Linked DNA regions of Mus musculus: all the other regions are linked to region 4. A link is a contact called in public HiChIP or PLAC-seq and promoter capture Hi-C data. All regions are on one chromosome and are shown on one strand. The core of a region is the stretch at or near the end of the contact, and the rest is flanking DNA. Distances in the headings are between cores, read along the strand shown.

Region 1 (3,880 bases), core at 227-2,726, 810 kb before region 4:
CAGAGGTTTCACTAGTAAGGAGAGTGCTGAGGACGGTGTTGTGCACCTAGAGTTCCACTTCCTGAGAGAAGCTTAGGGAGGAAGATACCAGGAGCCCAGGAGTTGAAAAAACAAAACAAAACAAAACAAAACAACCCACCCAACCCGGCCACATACTGAGATCCTTGCCAGGGGTAGTGGTAGGGGACAAAGTGGAAGAGGAACTTAGAAACCATCGACAGACTTGACAAATGTTTTGCTGTGTAAATAGTACAGAAGCCAGAGGTGAGGCAGAGCCATTCCAGGCTACCCAAAGCCACATATTTTCAATCCAGCCTGGGCTAAGTGTGAGACCCTGTCTGAGGTGGAGTGGTGTGTCAGAGATGAGAGATTTTAAGGCCTATTAAATGCAGTTGGTTATCTAAAAGCGAAGGGAGGGAGGTAGAGCAGACAGGAGGAGCACATTTACTTGGGCATTTGATGGTTCACAAGGCTCTGGGTGGTACTGAAGCCACAGGGACGATGATAATTCCATTGGGGATGACCAGAGAAGAGGGAGGGTTCAAATAAGACTGGACGATGCTGCCAAAGCTCCACTGAGAGGTCCCCTTCCGGTAGGAGGCAGGAGGACTCCCATGGCCTTACAGTCAGCCCAGGTGTCCCCAGAGTCTGGAGAAGCCGGGCCACCACGCTTAACTAACTCCTACCTTCTTCTTGAGTTTGTTGAACTTCTTCTGCAGTGCCTCTTCCTCTTCACTCAGCCCCGGAGGTATCACCAACATGTTGGCTCCTGGTTCAAGGGCAGAACCCAAGACATCATTCTCTACTGTCACCATTCAAAATTCACACGTCGTCCAACTTGCGTCCATCCTGTATGCACCCCAACCTCCAGGCCCGCCTACTCCAGCCTCTGGCCTTTCCCTAACCCCTCGTTCCTCCGAGGCTGCTTGTCCAGCCTCCTGTTTATGGTAATCAACCGGCATTCCCGCCTATGTCCAAGGTCCAGACACTAGAGCCTTGGGGTACCTCAGCCCGGAGAAGGGAAAGCACTCCCTGCGACGCCAAGGCGATGGCTCCCGACCCCCATGCCCAATGGGGTTAGGTCAGCCAACCTCGGGGTCCGATGGGCAGAGAAGGCGGCCGGGCCCGCGTAGCGCTATCTGGGCAACCAGAGGAGGAGGAAGAAGAACCAGGGGCCGCGCGGGGAAGGCGCGAAAGATGTGAGACGAAGCCCTCACCTGAGGGGGCGGCGCCCGGGCCCGCGGTCTCCGGCGCCGCCGCGCGGGCTACTGCGCGCTGGCTCGCGGCGATGACGTAAAGGGGCGGGACACGCGGTAACCAAGGCGGCGAGTCGCAGTGACTTCCGCCCGGCCTTGCCCGGCTCCGAGTCAGGCTTCGGCGCCGCTCTCGCCCACGCTCCCGGCGGGGAGTGGTGGAGGAGGGGGCGTGTCGGAAGTAATTTCAACTTCCGCCCTTCTCGGGGCGGGGCCGGCTCCGTGGTTACTCTGAGTTTCCGGGCTGCTCGGGAGCTGCCGCGGCTCCAGGATGATGGAGACGGAGCGACTCGGTGAGGGGGAGGGGAGGAGAGTGGACGGGAGAGGAGAGGAGAGGAGGGGAGGGGAGGGAGGGGGGTCCGCGGAAAGGACTAGTTAGTAGACAGGAATGACTTGTGGCTTTTAACCTGTGACCTTTCCCTTGTAGTTCTGCCTCCCCTAGATCCCCTGAACTTACCCCTTCGAGCTCTGGAAGTGGGGTGCACTGGCCGTTGGGAGCTGCTGAACGTGCCAGGGCCTCCAGAGAGCACTGTGAGTGACTTTTGACCCTCACCTTTGACCTATGAGCCTAAAAGAAATTCCACCCTGCTCACAGGAGGATGTAGCTTGACACTGTCATCTTGGCCTCCGGCTCATGCTGGACAGATCCCACTCTACTGGAACTCCAGTAGGTCGGAGCGGGGAGTGCTGGAGACGCGAGCTCTCAGAGCTGCCCCTTCACCTGTATCTTTCCTCCTAGGAGGTTCCTTCTCTCTGCATAGCTCAGAGCACTTGGCTCTTTTAAACTGAAGCCTGGCGTGGCTCACACCCTTATTCCCAGCACTTGGGAGGTGGAGGCAGGCAGATCTCTTGAATTGGAGGCCAGTTTGATCTACATACCAAGTTCTAGGCCAGCCAGGGCTATGTAGTGAGATCTCATCCCCAAAACAGAAAGAAAAGAAGCAGAAAATTTAAGACTGGCAGAATGACTTATTAGCCCAGAGATTCTCCACCTTTGATTCACTACCCATTTGAGGGTGGAATGACCCTTTGACAGGGGTCACATCACATATCAGATATCCTGCACACCAGACATTTACATTAAGATTCATAACAGTAACAGAATTACAGTTAATAAGTAGCAACACAATTATTTTTCGGTTGTGGTCAGCACAACAGGAGAACCGGTGCATTAAAAGGTGGCAGCATTTGAGAAGGTTGAGAATCACTGGCTTAGCCTATTAAAGCGCTTGCCCATGCAAGTCTGATGAGACACACGTAAAGGCAGCGAGAGAGCCAGCTCCACAATGTGGTCTTCTGACTGCCATGTGTGCATGCGTGTACCCATGTCCACCCATTACACACAGACCTATACATACTAACACATACTACTACAAATAATAAGAATTCTAAAATGCGAATTCTCAGTTGAGCACATAGCTCACTTGGTATAGCGCTTGCTCAGCATACACAAAGCCCTGGTTTTGATCCCTGGCTCTGCATGATAGTCAGGTGTTGGTAGCTCATGCTTGTCACCCCCTCACTTGAGAGGGGGAGGGATATGTGTACACACACACACACACACATCAAGTTGGATGCAAACATGGGTTTCATGAGAGCCTCTCTCAAAATAAGAATGCAGATTGCTGTGTCTGGCCTCTGTGTGTCTGAAATCAGTGATTTACCTTAGTTGGTATCCTGGGACATCTACCATTGGATCTGAACACAAGTTCCATCGCCTCTTTTGTCTACACGCTATCCTTTATTAACCAACTTAAGGTTTCTTCTTTTTTTTTTTCTTCAATTTATTTATTTATTTTATATACGAGTAAACTGTAGCTGTCTTCAGACACACCAGAAGAGGGCATCGGATCTCATTACAGATGGTTGTGAGCCACCATGTGGTTGCTGGGAATTGAACTCAGGACCTCTGGAAGAGCAGTCAGTGCTCTCAACTGCTGAGCCACCTCTCCAGCCCCCAACTTAATACTTCCTATCTCGCCCTTGTCCCAGCTCCCCCATGGCCTCCCTCCATGCGCCCCAGATCTGTGCCAGGAAGCAGAGCAGCTGTTTCTGTCGTCTCCAGCCTGGCTTCCTCTACACGGTGTAGAGCACTCAGCTCGGTGAGAAGTCTGCAGCCTCCCAGATTGGAGAGATGGACCAATGGAAGGAAGCTGGGATAGGGAGAAAGCCGACTCCAAAATTCCTTTCCTTCTCTCCAGAAAATGGCAGAGGAAGACGGATCCCTGGTCACTCCTGGCTGCCGTGGAGACTCCAGTCCCATCTGACCTTCAGGCCCAGAGACACCCAACCACAGGCCATATACTGGGCTATAAGGAGGTGAGAGGTCAGAGGCCCCAAGAAATGGAATTGGGAGGAAGGGTCAGAAGCAGGCTTGGTCTCACTGGTTATCCAACCTCTTGTCTCAGGTCCTGCTGGAGAACACAAATCTGTCAGCTACAACCTCCTTGTCCCTTCGCCGGCCTCCAGGGCCAGCCTCCCAGTCGCTATGGGGCAATCCAACACAGTACCCTTTCTGGCCAGGTAAGTCATCTTTGATGGTGGTATAAGGGAGAATGTCTAGGGGATGGGCCCCTGCTCATACCGAATTTTCATATTTCCCCAGGTGGGATGGATGAGCCCAGCAT
Region 2 (3,573 bases), core at 230-2,729, 740 kb before region 4:
CATCTGGTCACTGGAGGCTGGAGAGGACTGAGCTATCCTCGCTGCCCCATCTGATAGTCAGACTGCCCATTTCCAGATCCTCAGGAGGCAACTGGAGCATGTGTGTCAGGAGCCAAAGCACTGCTCATTTCCTCTGACCCAATAGTCTCAGTTCTGGGCATTTATCCTAAGAAAATTATTAAAAGTAGGGGAAAGTTACAGCATGGAAGAATTCATAACAAGATTCTTTTTTTTTTTTTTTTTTTTTTTTTTGGTTTTTTGAGACAGGGTTTCTCTGTGTAGCCCTGGCTGTCCTGGAACTCACTTTGTAGACCAGGCTGGCCTTGAACTCAGAAATCTGCCTGCCTCTGCCTCCCGAGTGCTGGGATTAAAGGCGTGCGCCACCACGCCCGGCTTCATAACAAGATTCTTCATGACAGCAAAATGTGTCAGGACCCAAATAACCCACAATGGATGATGACTGGTTTACTTACAGGCCTTTCATCAGAAAGCATCAAATGACCATTAAAATGGTGATTAGTGAAGACTGTATGGTCACAAGGTAAATGACTAGCATCCAACAGGCACCCAGAAAGTAAGAGTCAACTGCTTGGGAGCACAGCCAGCTGAATGGGAGCACAGCCAGCTGAATGGGAGCATTGAAGATGTATGGGAGCACTTAGGATGTGAGGGAGCACTCAGGCTGTATGAGAGCATTCAGGCTGTATGGGTTTACTCAGGCTGTGTGATAACATTCTGGCTGTATGGGAGCACTGAGGCTGTATGGGAGCACTGAGGCTGCATGGGAGCACTGAGGCTATATGGGCTCACAGATGCTATATGGGAGCATAGCCAGGTGCATGGGAGCACTTGGGTTGTGTGGGAGCAATGAGGATGTATGAGAGCACAGCCAGCTGCATGGAAGCACTCAGGCTGTATGAGAGCACAGCCAGCCTCATGGGAGCACTCAGGCTGTATGGAAGTACTCAGGCTGCGTGGGAGCATTCAGGCTTTGTGGAGCATTCAGGATGAGTGGGAGCACTCAGGCTGTATGGAAGCACTGAGCCTGTATGGGAGCACTGAGGCTGTATGGGATCACTTAGGCTGTGTGGGAGCATTCAGGCTGCAGACTTAGTGTGTGGCCTGAGAGTGCAGAGCAGGAAACTCGCTTACAGCTTACACCTCAGCTTCTGTGGGTTTGGTGGTGGTAGTGTGTGTGCCAGGAATGGAGTCCAGGGCCTCATGGGATACTCAAGCACTCACAGTTGCTAATGATGGTTACTGCTCAAACACTAGACCGAGCTTCTCACTTGCTGGTTTTCAAGCTTTGCATAACCTGTCATGTCCCTCACACTATGAAAATACAGGCTTGAAAAGAGACTATTGAATCATATCAGTAAGTGGGAGGGGAATGGGAACGGACAGTGAGGGAGGTGGGAAAATGAGCGAAGGAATGGGAGAGGGGATATGGGAAAGCAGGGACATGTGTCCCTTATGAGCCACTCCCCTTGTTGTGAGTTGAGAATGGCCTTGTGAGGAATGACAAGAGACAGGACCCTGAGCTGAGAATAAGAACTAACAGTTTACCCCCAGTCACAAACTCTAGCTTCCCCATGCCCCTTGTTTCTGAAGTCTGCTGAGAGCAAGGGCAGAAACAAGACCTGTCAAGCCAGGGACTGTGAGATATGACTCCTCTACCTAGACGGTCACAGGCACAGAGAGCCACAGGCTGCCGGCTCTGTGGCTGAGCAGCCTGACCTGCCCCACACAGTGATCTGCTCTTGACATCTCCAGGAAAGCAGGCTGTGTGACAATGACCCAGGGACCCAAGTGTGCATTGTGATTTGTTCCCTAGCTGCTTAGGGACTGGCAAATTTAATTTTTTGAGAATTAGATATGAATTGCATTGCCAGGGTGACAGGAAGACAGATGGAGTGCTAAGGAAGAGACACTGCATTTTTCTGTTTTTCTGTGATTAAAAAGGAATGCGTGGAGGGGAAGGAGAAATGCTTGCCACGTTGGAACATTTGTACAGTGCAGAGCAGACGAAACCAGAAAAAGGCAGCCCAGCAGTGCTCAGAACAACACTGAATTCTGTCTCACAAAGCACTGCCGTGGGCGCTGTGGGCTATGCTCCCTTCCTCCGGTTCTCCACAGTGTGATGCTTGCCGGCTGGTTGTGATTAGGACCCTTACAGGACTCTCAGCCTATAGTACCTCTTCTCTCCTTCCTCTTGCTTTTTACTTTCAGACTCACACTTTCAGAAGTGCAGGCCCACTGTGGTGGGGAGGAGGGTATGGTGGAACAGAGCGGCTCACATCATGGAGGCCAGGAAGGAGAGAAAAGAAATCCAGGAGAGTCCAGGCCAAGAGACGGGTCCAAGAAAATGTCCCCAGTGAGCTACTTTCCCTGCCAAGTGCCCACCCTACTTCCCATTAGCATCTAACAATGCCACAGAGCACAGGTCCATCAAGTTACTGAAGTGGTGTGTGTGTGTGTGTGTGTGTGTGTGTGTGTGTGTGTGAGAGAGAGAGAGAGAGAGAGAGTGTAAGTGTGTGTGTGTACGTACATGTGTGGGTTTGTGTGCATGTTTGTCAGTGTGCATATGTTTGTACATATGTGTGAATGTGGTCATGGGTGTGCGTGTGTGTGTGTGTGTGTGTGTGATTGTGTGTGCATGTGTGTCTGTGTTCACAACAGAGTGAGGCAGAGGCAGCTGGTGAACAAAGGCCAAGGCTGTGAAGGGGAATTCAATCTTAGCCTTGTAAAATAGGGAAAACAACCGAGAAGCTGACCACACATCCCTGAGGAAGGAGATATGCTAAAGCCCCAATTCACACTCACCTGTCACACCTATGGTAGACACGTGGCCCACAAGATGTCCCTCATGGAACCCATACAGGTTCATCTTGTACTTGCGCCCAGGATCCAGGTCTCTCACGATGACCTCCCTCTTCTGGCCCCTGACATGCATCAGCTGGGGCCACCCATCATTTTCCTTGTACAGGACAGTGAAGGAGTCAAAGTCTCCCTGGGGGACGGTCCAGGAGAGGCTCAGGGAGACGATCCTGTCACTGTCAGCTCTCCCAGGCTTGGTTCCTTGGTGGGCTCTGGGGCCTCTATGCTGGGCTCTGTTAGGCTGGGGGGACTCTTCTCTGCAGCTGAGAAGAAGACAGAGAAGTGAACAGGGTTCTGTGTCCCCAGTCTTGGGCAGGAGGCAGAGACCATAGCTACCAGGTGACCTGGAAGGCTACCAGCACAATAAAACACTCCATGGTCCTGTTGTCTAGGAGCTAGCTCTAGGGGAAAGGAAGTGGGCCACAGCCTTGACCATGGCTCTCATCCAAGGCCCTCATCCCCACTCCTGTCACCAAGGAGCTAAGGTTACCTCTTCTTGAGTTTTACCTGAGTTTTCCATTGTCCACTCACCTGTCACCCCAATAACAGACACGCGACCTACACGCTGACCACTGTGGATGCCATACAGGTCATCTTGTACTTGTGGTCTGGCTCCAGGCCAGAGATGGTGACCTGGTCCTCATGCCCTGGCACCTGCACCACCTTGGACTGCCCATCCCCATTCTTGTATTGGAT
Region 3 (4,039 bases), core at 627-3,126, 660 kb before region 4:
GCTTCCAGGTAGCTGGTGACAAGGTGACAGCTTCTTAGTCCAGGCTGGATGTACCCATGATGGACAGAGCGGGGTTCAAGGCCCCAAATGGACCCATACAGGTACATTCTGAACTTGTGACTGGGGCTCCAGTTTCCCCACAGTCCTCCTGGCCTCCAGGTTGTACCTCTGAGGCCGCCCATCCCTAGCCTTGTAGAGTCAAAGTGGCCGTCCTGGGGAGTCTGGGGAGTAGTGATCCTGCCATTACTGGATCCTCCAGGAGTGGCTTCTCTGGGGATTCTGCACAGGGATCTCCTTCTCAGGGTCCTACGACTCGAGAGAATTGGGTCCCCAAAGTACACCCAGTAGCTAAAGTAGAAGGCTTGGGGACTCAGGTGGCCTCAAAGCAGCCATCTGGTCACTGGAGGCTGGAGAGGACTGAGTTATTCTTGCCGCCCCATCTGATAGTCAGACTGCCCATTTCCAGATCCTCAGGAGGCAACTGGAGCATGTGTGTCAGGAGCCAAAGCACTGCTCATTTCCTCTGACCCAATAGTCTCACTTCTGGGCATTTATCCTAAGAAAATTATTAAAAGTAGGGGAAAGTTACACCATGGAAGAATTCATAACAAGATTCTTCACGACAGTAAAATGTGTCAGGACCCAAATGACCCACAATGGATGATGACTGGTTTTCCTACAGGCCTTTCACCAAAAAGCATCAAATGACCATTAAAATGGTGATTAGTGAAGACTGTGTGGTCACAAGGTAAATGACTAGCATCCAACTGGCACCCAGAAAGTAAGAGACAACTGCTTGGGAGCACAGCCAGCTGCATGGGAGCACAGCCAGCTGCATGGGAGCACTCAGGCTGTATGGGATCACTTAGGCTGTGTGGGAGCATTCAGGCTGCAGACTTAATGTGCAGCCTGAGAGTGCAGAGCAGGAAGCTTGCTTACAGCTTACACCTCAGCTTCTGTGGGTTTGGTGGTGGTAGTGTGTGTGCCAGGAATGGTGCCCAAGGCCTCATGGGATAGATAAGCACTCACAGTTGCTAATGGTGGTTACTGCTCAAACGCTAGATTGAGCCTCTCACTCGCTGGTTTTCAAGCTTTGCATATCCTGTCATGTCCCTCACACCATGAAAATACAGGCTTGAAAAGAGACTATTGAATCATATCAGTAAGTGGGAGGGAGATGGGAACGGACAGTGAGGGAGGTGGGAAAATGGGCGAAGGACTTGGGGGAGGGGATATGGGAAAGCAGGAGATATGTGTCCCTTATGGACCACTCCTCTTGCCGTGAGTTGAGAATGGCCTTATGAGGAATGACAAGACTTAAAGAGACAGGATCCTGAGCCAAGGGTAAGAAGGAACAGTTTACCCCCAGTCGCAAACTCTAGCTACCCCATGCCCCACAAGCCTGCAGTCTGCTGAGAGCAAAGGCAGAAACAAGACCTGTCAAGCCAGGGACTGTGAGATATGACTCCTCTACCTAGACGGTCACAGGCACAGAGAGCCACAGGCTGCCTGCTCCGTGGCTGAGCAGCCTGACCTGCCCCACACAGTGATCTGCTCTTGACATCTCCGGTAAAGCAGGCTGTGTGACAATGACCCAGGGGCCCAAGTGCTCATTGTGATTTGTTCCCTCGCTGCTTAGGGACTGGCAAATTTAATTTTCTGAGAATTAGAAATGAACCGCGTTGCCAGGGTGACAGGAAGACAGATGGGGTGCTAAGGAAGAGACACTGCATTTTTCTGTTTTTCTGTGATTATAAAAGGAATGTGTAGAGGGGAAGGAGAAATGCTTGCCATGTTGGAACATTTGCACAGTGCAGAACAGACGAAACCAGAAAAAAAGGCAGCCCAGCAGTGCTCAGAACAACACCACATTCTGTTTCACAAAGCACTGCCGTGGGCGCTGTGGGCCGCACTCCCTTCCTCTGGCTCTCCACAATGTGATGCTTGCCGGCTGGTTGTGATTAGCACCCTTATAGGACTCTCGGCCTGTGGTCCCTCTTCTCTCCCTCCTCTTGCTTTTTACTTTTGGACTCTCACTTTCAGAGGTGCAGGCCCACTATAGTGGGGAGGAGGGTATGGTGGAGGGTGGGGAGGAGGGTGCAGTGGAACAGAGCAGCACACATCACAGCCGCGGCCAGGAGGAGAGAAAAGAAATCCAGGAGAGTCCAGGCCAAGAAACAGGTCCAAGAAAATGTCCCCAGTGAGTGCTTTCCCCACCAAGTGCCCACCCTACTTCCCATTAGCACCTAACAATGCCACAGAGCATGGGGCCATCAAGGTACTGAAGTGGTGTGTGAGTGTGCGTGAGAGTGTGTGTTTGTGTGTGTGTGAGACTGTGTGTGTGTACATGTGTGAGTTTGCATGCACATGTGTGACTGTGCATATGTGTGTACATATGTGTGAGTATGGGCATGGATGTGCATGTGTGTACATGTGTGTGATTATGTGTGCATGTGTGTCTGTGTTCACAACAGAGTGAGGCAAAGGCAGCTGTTGAACAAAGTCCAAGGCTGTGAAGGGGAATTCAATCTTAGCCTTGTGGGATAGGGAAAACAACCGAGAAGGTGACCACACACCCCTGAGGAAGGAGATACTCTATAGCCCCACTTCACACTCACCTGTCACACCTATGGTGGACACAGGGCCCACACGACGCCCCTCATGGAGCCCATACAGGTTCATCTTGTACTTGCGCCCAGGATCCAGGTCTCTCACGATGACCTCCCTCTCCTGGCCCCTGACACGTATCACCTGGGGCCTCCCATCACTGTCCTTGTACTGGACAGTGAAGGAGTCAAAGTCTCCCTTGGGAATGGTCCAGGAGAGGCTCAGGGAGTCTGGGGACGATCCTGTCACTGTCAGCTCTCCTAGGCGTGGCTCCTCTGTGGGCTCTGGGGCCTCTGTGGGCTCTGGGGCCTCTGTCCTGGGCTCTGTGGGGCTAGGAGGCTCTTCCTCTGCAGCTGAGAAGGAGACAGAGAAGTGAGCAGGGGGTGCTGGAGAGACAGCTCAGTCATTAAGAGCACTGACTTGCTCTTCCAGAGGTCTTGAGTTCAATTCCCAGCAACCACATGGTGGCTCACAACCATCTGTAATGGGATCTGATGCCCTCTTCTGGTGTGTCTGAAGACAGTGACAGTGCACTCATAAATAAAGCAAATCTTAAATTTAAAAAAAAAAAAAAGGAAGAAGAAGAAGAAGAAGTGAGCAGGGTTCTTTGTCCTCAGGTCTTGGGAAGGAGGCAGAAACCATAGCTACCAGGGGACTTGGATTCTACCAGCACAATAAAACCATCCATTTTCCTGTTGCCTAGGAGAAGGGGCCAGCTCTAGGGGAAAGGAAGTAGGCCACATACTTGTCCATGGCCCTCATCCCCACTCCTGTCACCAAGGAGCTAAGGTCACCTCCTCTTGAGTTTTACCTGAGTTTTCCATTGTCCACTCACCTGTCACCCCAACAGCAGACACAGGGCCCACACGCTGGCCACTGTAGATGCCATACAGGTTCATCTTGTACTTGTGGTCTGGCTCCAGGCCTGAGATGGTGACCTGGTCCTCATGCCCTGGCACCCGAACCACCTTGGGCTGCCCATCCCCGTTCTTGTACTGGATCACGAATTGGTCAAACTGCCCCTCAGGGACTGTCCAGGAGAGGCTCAGGGAGTCAGGGGTGGCATCTGTCACAGTCAGCTCCTCCAGGCGAGGTTTCAGGGAAGAGGCATCAGTAGGCTCCTCTTTGGGGTCTGGGGAAGACGTAAAACAGAATCTTTGCTGTTTATGGAAGGAATTTCCAAGTCCCAACGCTCTTAAATATGGGTCAGAAGGAGGCTGTGTCTAGGCCTGGTCATGTTCTCTTCCTGTTTATAATCACCAGGGCTTCTCCACGGTCTTCTTTGGAAATCAGACAGGTCAGGTCACCTTGGCTCTCAAGGCCTTGGCATATCGTAGCTCAGCCTTCCTTTACGCTATTTTATTTTATTTTATTTTATTTTATTTTATTTTATTTTATTTTATTTTTTAAGGCTGGGCTTCACATAAGCCAA
Region 4 (3,910 bases), core at 593-3,092:
AGGGAGACAGAGACACAGAGACTCACAGAGACCCCGGGCAAAGGAGACCTGAGAGGTCCCCACCCTCCGCCAAATCCTGATGGAGGACAGTTCCACGCCATGCTCACAGCCCACCCACCTCAAGCCACATACTAACCCCACTGTCTCAGACCCACTGCCACTCCACCTATCCCCTTGAGCCCCCAAATGCCCTGTCCTATACCCTCAGGAGTTCTTAGCTAACCATCTCCCTGGAGTCCCTCCCCCCACCTCCACTCAGTTCCCAAATGGAGACAGTTATCTTGGTCATCCCCCTGCCTCAACTCTGTAAACACTGTGTACTTCATTCATCTGCTCTTTCTTTAGTCTAACCTAGATCCTTTACACGGTCATCCTGCCAATTTTCTCTCTTGAGCAGAGAAAACATGAATAATGGATATCTATACAAAAATCAGACAGACAGACAGACAGACAGACAGACAGACAGACACACACACACACACACACACACACACACACACACACACACACACACACACGTATTCCAGGAGAGAGGAACTGGTTCCTTTCTGCTTAGATCCAGTTATCAAATCCTCTTTTCTAGGAGGCTTTCCCTTCTAGGAGGTAAAAAGGGGAAAGATGGGGCCAGTGGACACCAAGGTCCCACGGGAGTCCTGCTGGCTAGAGGGGAGGGGCAGGAATGCAAAGAGTTGGCTCTGGCCTCAGACACCTGATCCTGGCCTGTCCAGCGGCCGTCCTGTTGGCAGCCAGCCCCCAGGCTCCCTAGAGCCAGCCGCGTGGCAGCATCCAGGGCACAGGGAGGGGTTGGGGGACCCAAAGAAGACGGGACAGTGGAGGTAGCTTTCTTCTCTAGCCTTCTAGGCTCCAACCTACAGACGTTCACCCCATTTCCTCTACCCATCAGTCCTGGTATTCACTACCCTGACATCAGCAAAGCCTGGACAAAACTGGCTTTGGCCATCTCAAGTTCTTCTAAGGATCCAAACCAAGAATCCAGCCTACTCAGCCTCTGGACGGTGGCTCCTGTTGGCCGGCGTCACCTGCCCTCTGCCAGTCATTTCAGAGAGGGAGACAGTCCTATAGTGGCTCCAAGGAACCAAAAGTGTCATGCCCTTCATCTAAATCCTGGTGCCCAAAATCCCTTTCTTAAGGCTCAGATGCTCCTACTCCAGGCATCAGAGGTCCCTTCCAAGCAGATGCTACAACCTCCAACTGACTGACACCCAGGCAGGACTCCTCTTACCTGCCCATCCCGGGGCAGCGCTCAGACCCAGCACCAGAGGTAGGAACAGAAGGAGGCGGTGGCAGCGGCTGCACCGCTCCATGGCTCAGAATGCCAGATCCCAGGCAGTCCTGGTGCTGACAGCAGACAGAAGCCAGCTGAGCCTCGGAACCAGGACCCCGGGATGTCAGCAGCTTTCAGTGGCCCAGCTCCATGCAGCAAGGTGCCGTTGTGGGGGCACCTCTTCTTGTCAGTGCTGCTTGCTCTTCGGTGGCCGCTACTGTGTGCCCCTGGCCACCCTGGCAGCTCAGAGACCCCAGCTCGCCCCCGCCCCTAGGTCCAGCTCCCGCCTCCTGACGCCCGCCCACAGCCACCAAGGGGAAACCCCACCCCGATCTCCACCTGGGCAGGAGAGTGTGAGGGTTGGAAACCTTCCTCACTCGCTAGCCCTGGAATGGTACACCCCTACTCCTGGAGGGATTAGGTAGCTCGCGTGCCCCCTCAGATGGCATTTGTGGGAACAGAATATATCTTCTTCAGCCCCTTCACTTTTATGATCCTATAGTCCTTTCACACCACGGCAGCTGCCCTTGGGGGCCCAGAGCCCCTATGAAGAGTCCGGGGAGGGACTCAGGGCACAGTGGGACAGAAGGGGCGGGCCTACGGGCGACCGTTCCACGCCCACTCGTAATCAGCTCTCCATAATTACCTCCCTCGTCCTGCCACATGTAATTACAGAGCAGTCCTGGGCGGGGTGTTTATAGACCCAGCTATAGATAGCGACCCAAAGGTGGGGGGCGTAGGGTCGCCCTGCGGAACGGAGAAAGCTGAGATGGGTGACGTGCTAATTGCCCCCAAAGATAAAAATACTGGACTAGGTGAAGCAGAATGAAAAGGGGTACGGGGTGGGGGGGGGCGATGCTGATGGAAAGGTCTGGCAAAAGAGGGTCACTCAGGGTCGTGGCCGTTCTAGGAGGGTATCGCTGAGAGCAGCGCACCCCTAAGCGTGGGCACAGTGCCGGGTCTGCCAGGAGCCTGTGGCGAAGCCAGGGTGAAAGCTGAAGTGACCAAGACGCCGCCGCCCGCTGGCGCTGGAAGGGCACCGGCAAACAAGGCGCCTTTGAAAAGCAGCCGCTCTCCCTCCTCCCTGGGCAGCCCCGCCCCCAACCTGGCACACCCTCTCCCCCTCCCGACAAAGCACGCCTTGTGTCCCCCACCCTGCACCGGCTCTGTAGGCCCAGGGAACCTCAGGCCGTGGCAGCATCCAGGGAACATGTCAGGGTTTCTCACCGGATATCCCCACAGGTAGATGCCCTGGTGCCCACCGCCCATATAGTTATCTCAGTCCAGAAAATGGCTATTTTAACTGGAAAGCAACTTTATGTGCAAGTGAAAGATGGGAGGGAACCCCCAAAAGAGGTCCAGGGCAAAAACCATGCAGCCCAGCACCCAACTCTGCAGGCTGGCCACCCCCATCAATGTCCCCACTTGCTCCCAGCCTAGCTGTGCTGAGGACTAGGGAAGAGCTGTAGGGCCACCCGAGGCAGAGCCCAGGGAGCTTTGGGACAGCCCACCTGAGGGGCCTCCTTGCCCACATGCCATCTCCAGCCCTGACATTTAAGTCAACCTGGGGATGTACAGTACTTCTTTGAGTCTAACTCCCAGTCTCTCCTCACAGGAAATTAAAAGAGCAATGGGTTCCTCCACCTCCAGCAGCCCCTTCACTACCCCTTTATTCTTCAGTCTGACTGCAGGAGGGACTGTGGAAATGGGGCTGACAGGAGTCAGAGGCAGGTCCCTCCTCTGCCCCATCTGTCAAGTCTGAGAGGATAAAGGCTGTCAGAGCCCTGCTCCCATGATCATCAGCTTGGGGGGCCTGCCCCACAACACCCCTTTCTGGGGGAGCTCTGTTCCACTCTTCAGAAGGGAGTGAGGCCAAATGAGAAGGAAGCAGGGCAGTGCTTTGTGCTGGGGAGCCAGGATGAAGAATCACCTGCACCATGGGAGACCCCGACAAATTCAGAGACTCAAGGCCACTGAAGGTAGACATATAGTCCTCACAGGGATCTGGGGTCCCCTCTGACTTGGAGACCAAACGAACCCTGCTAAGTGTTGCCAGATCCCTGGCAGGCTGGGCAAGTCCCCTCCTGCTCTGCACCTGTCCCATGGCTCTGCCCCCTGCCCAGGCTCAAGTCCTCCTCAGTGACACTCGGTGTGCATCTGGGCTCAGGCTAGCTGGTGGGGAGCCTCAAGCATCTCCATGAGGAAGGTGTCAATGGGGGTGTCGCCAATGAGCTTGAAGAAGAACAGGTGCTCCAGACACTTGAGGCCGATGGAGCGGAGGGCAGGAAGACGTAACAGCAGCTTGGCAAACCTGAGGTGGGGAGGAAGGGAGTGAGAGCCAGCACCACCCAGGCCCTGGACATACCCCAGCTTCACAACCCCCACCTCCCCCTTGAGGTGTCCACAGCCCCGAGGCCCTCACCGGCCCTGCTGCTCAGGGTACTTCTGCTTGCAATAGGTCTCCAGTGAGGCGTACACCTTCTCCCGAAGGATCTCCACCTCTCCAGGGTTGGAGAGGCCCTTGGCGTCTGAGATGGTGAAGGAGGTAGAACAAGGGAAGACGGCAGGTGAATCAAGTCAGGACACACAGACATGCAGTGTGGCCCTCAGGGTGAGGGAAATGAG

What was found. Promoter capture Hi-C pulls out the DNA fragments that hold promoters and counts their contacts. HiChIP or PLAC-seq counts read pairs in DNA pulled down with a chosen protein or histone mark.
Region 1: an H3K27ac HiChIP or PLAC-seq map of embryonic stem cells shows a contact between it and region 4, with 3 times the contacts expected there. The contact joins the promoter of Skiv2l here to the promoter of Col11a2 in region 4. A contact is called at or near these places in 10 of 39 promoter capture datasets (HPC-7-derived erythroid cells, embryonic stem cells, hippocampal neurons and 5 more), 6 of 484 Hi-C or Micro-C datasets (B cells, CD4 T cells, cortical neurons and 3 more), 23 of 115 datasets of contacts at active chromatin or transcription factors (astrocytes, bone marrow-derived dendritic cells, bone marrow-derived macrophages and 14 more) and 5 of 9 other capture datasets (adipose tissue, embryonic stem cells, liver and 2 more).
Region 2: a promoter capture Hi-C map of hippocampal neurons shows a contact between it and region 4, with 4 times the contacts expected there. The contact joins the enhancer-like site here to the promoter of Col11a2 in region 4. A contact is called at or near these places in 4 of 39 promoter capture datasets (hippocampal neurons, liver and pre-B cells).
Region 3: a promoter capture Hi-C map of hippocampal neurons shows a contact between it and region 4, with 2.3 times the contacts expected there. The contact joins the enhancer-like site here to the promoter of Col11a2 in region 4. A contact is called at or near these places in 6 of 39 promoter capture datasets (embryonic stem cells, hippocampal neurons, liver and 2 more), 1 of 484 Hi-C or Micro-C datasets (liver) and 1 of 9 other capture datasets (adipose tissue).

The regions. Positions count from the first base shown.
Region 1 is chr17:34,847,800-34,851,679 of GRCm38.p6, reverse strand. Skiv2l (superkiller viralicidic activity 2-like (S. cerevisiae)) reads left to right here and starts at 1,476. Exons shown (of 28, transcript NM_021337.2): 1 at 1,476-1,546; 2 at 1,681-1,784; 3 at 3,246-3,355; 4 at 3,455-3,572; 5 at 3,662-3,776; 6 at 3,859-3,880. The coding sequence starts at 1,525. Nelfe (negative elongation factor complex member E, Rdbp) reads right to left here and starts at 1,289. Exons shown (of 11, transcript NM_001045863.1): 1 at 1,092-1,289; 2 at 687-769. The coding sequence starts at 761.
Region 2 is chr17:34,776,592-34,780,164 of GRCm38.p6, reverse strand. It overlaps the pseudogene Tnxa. Among named protein-coding and RNA genes, the nearest start is that of Cyp21a1, 26 kb to the left of the region's middle. Within about 2 kb of position 1,479, at least 27 of the 459 cell types and tissues checked have an H3K27ac peak or open chromatin away from gene starts, as enhancers often do. A contact at or near this core is called in hippocampal neurons, where this site is marked.
Region 3 is chr17:34,697,793-34,701,831 of GRCm38.p6, reverse strand. The region is part of intron 16 of Tnxb (tenascin XB); the gene reads right to left. Among named protein-coding and RNA genes, the nearest start is that of Gm24389, 12 kb to the right of the region's middle. Within about 2 kb of position 1,876, at least 59 of the 459 cell types and tissues checked have an H3K27ac peak or open chromatin away from gene starts, as enhancers often do. A contact at or near this core is called in hippocampal neurons, where this site is marked.
Region 4 is chr17:34,037,070-34,040,979 of GRCm38.p6, reverse strand. It overlaps Col11a2 (collagen, type XI, alpha 2), which reads right to left and starts at 1,842. Exons shown (of 65, transcript NM_001317722.1): 1 at 1,244-1,842. The coding sequence starts at 1,325. Rxrb (retinoid X receptor beta) reads right to left here. Exons shown (of 10, transcript NM_011306.4): 9 at 3,708-3,813; 10 at 2,577-3,596. The coding sequence ends at 3,449.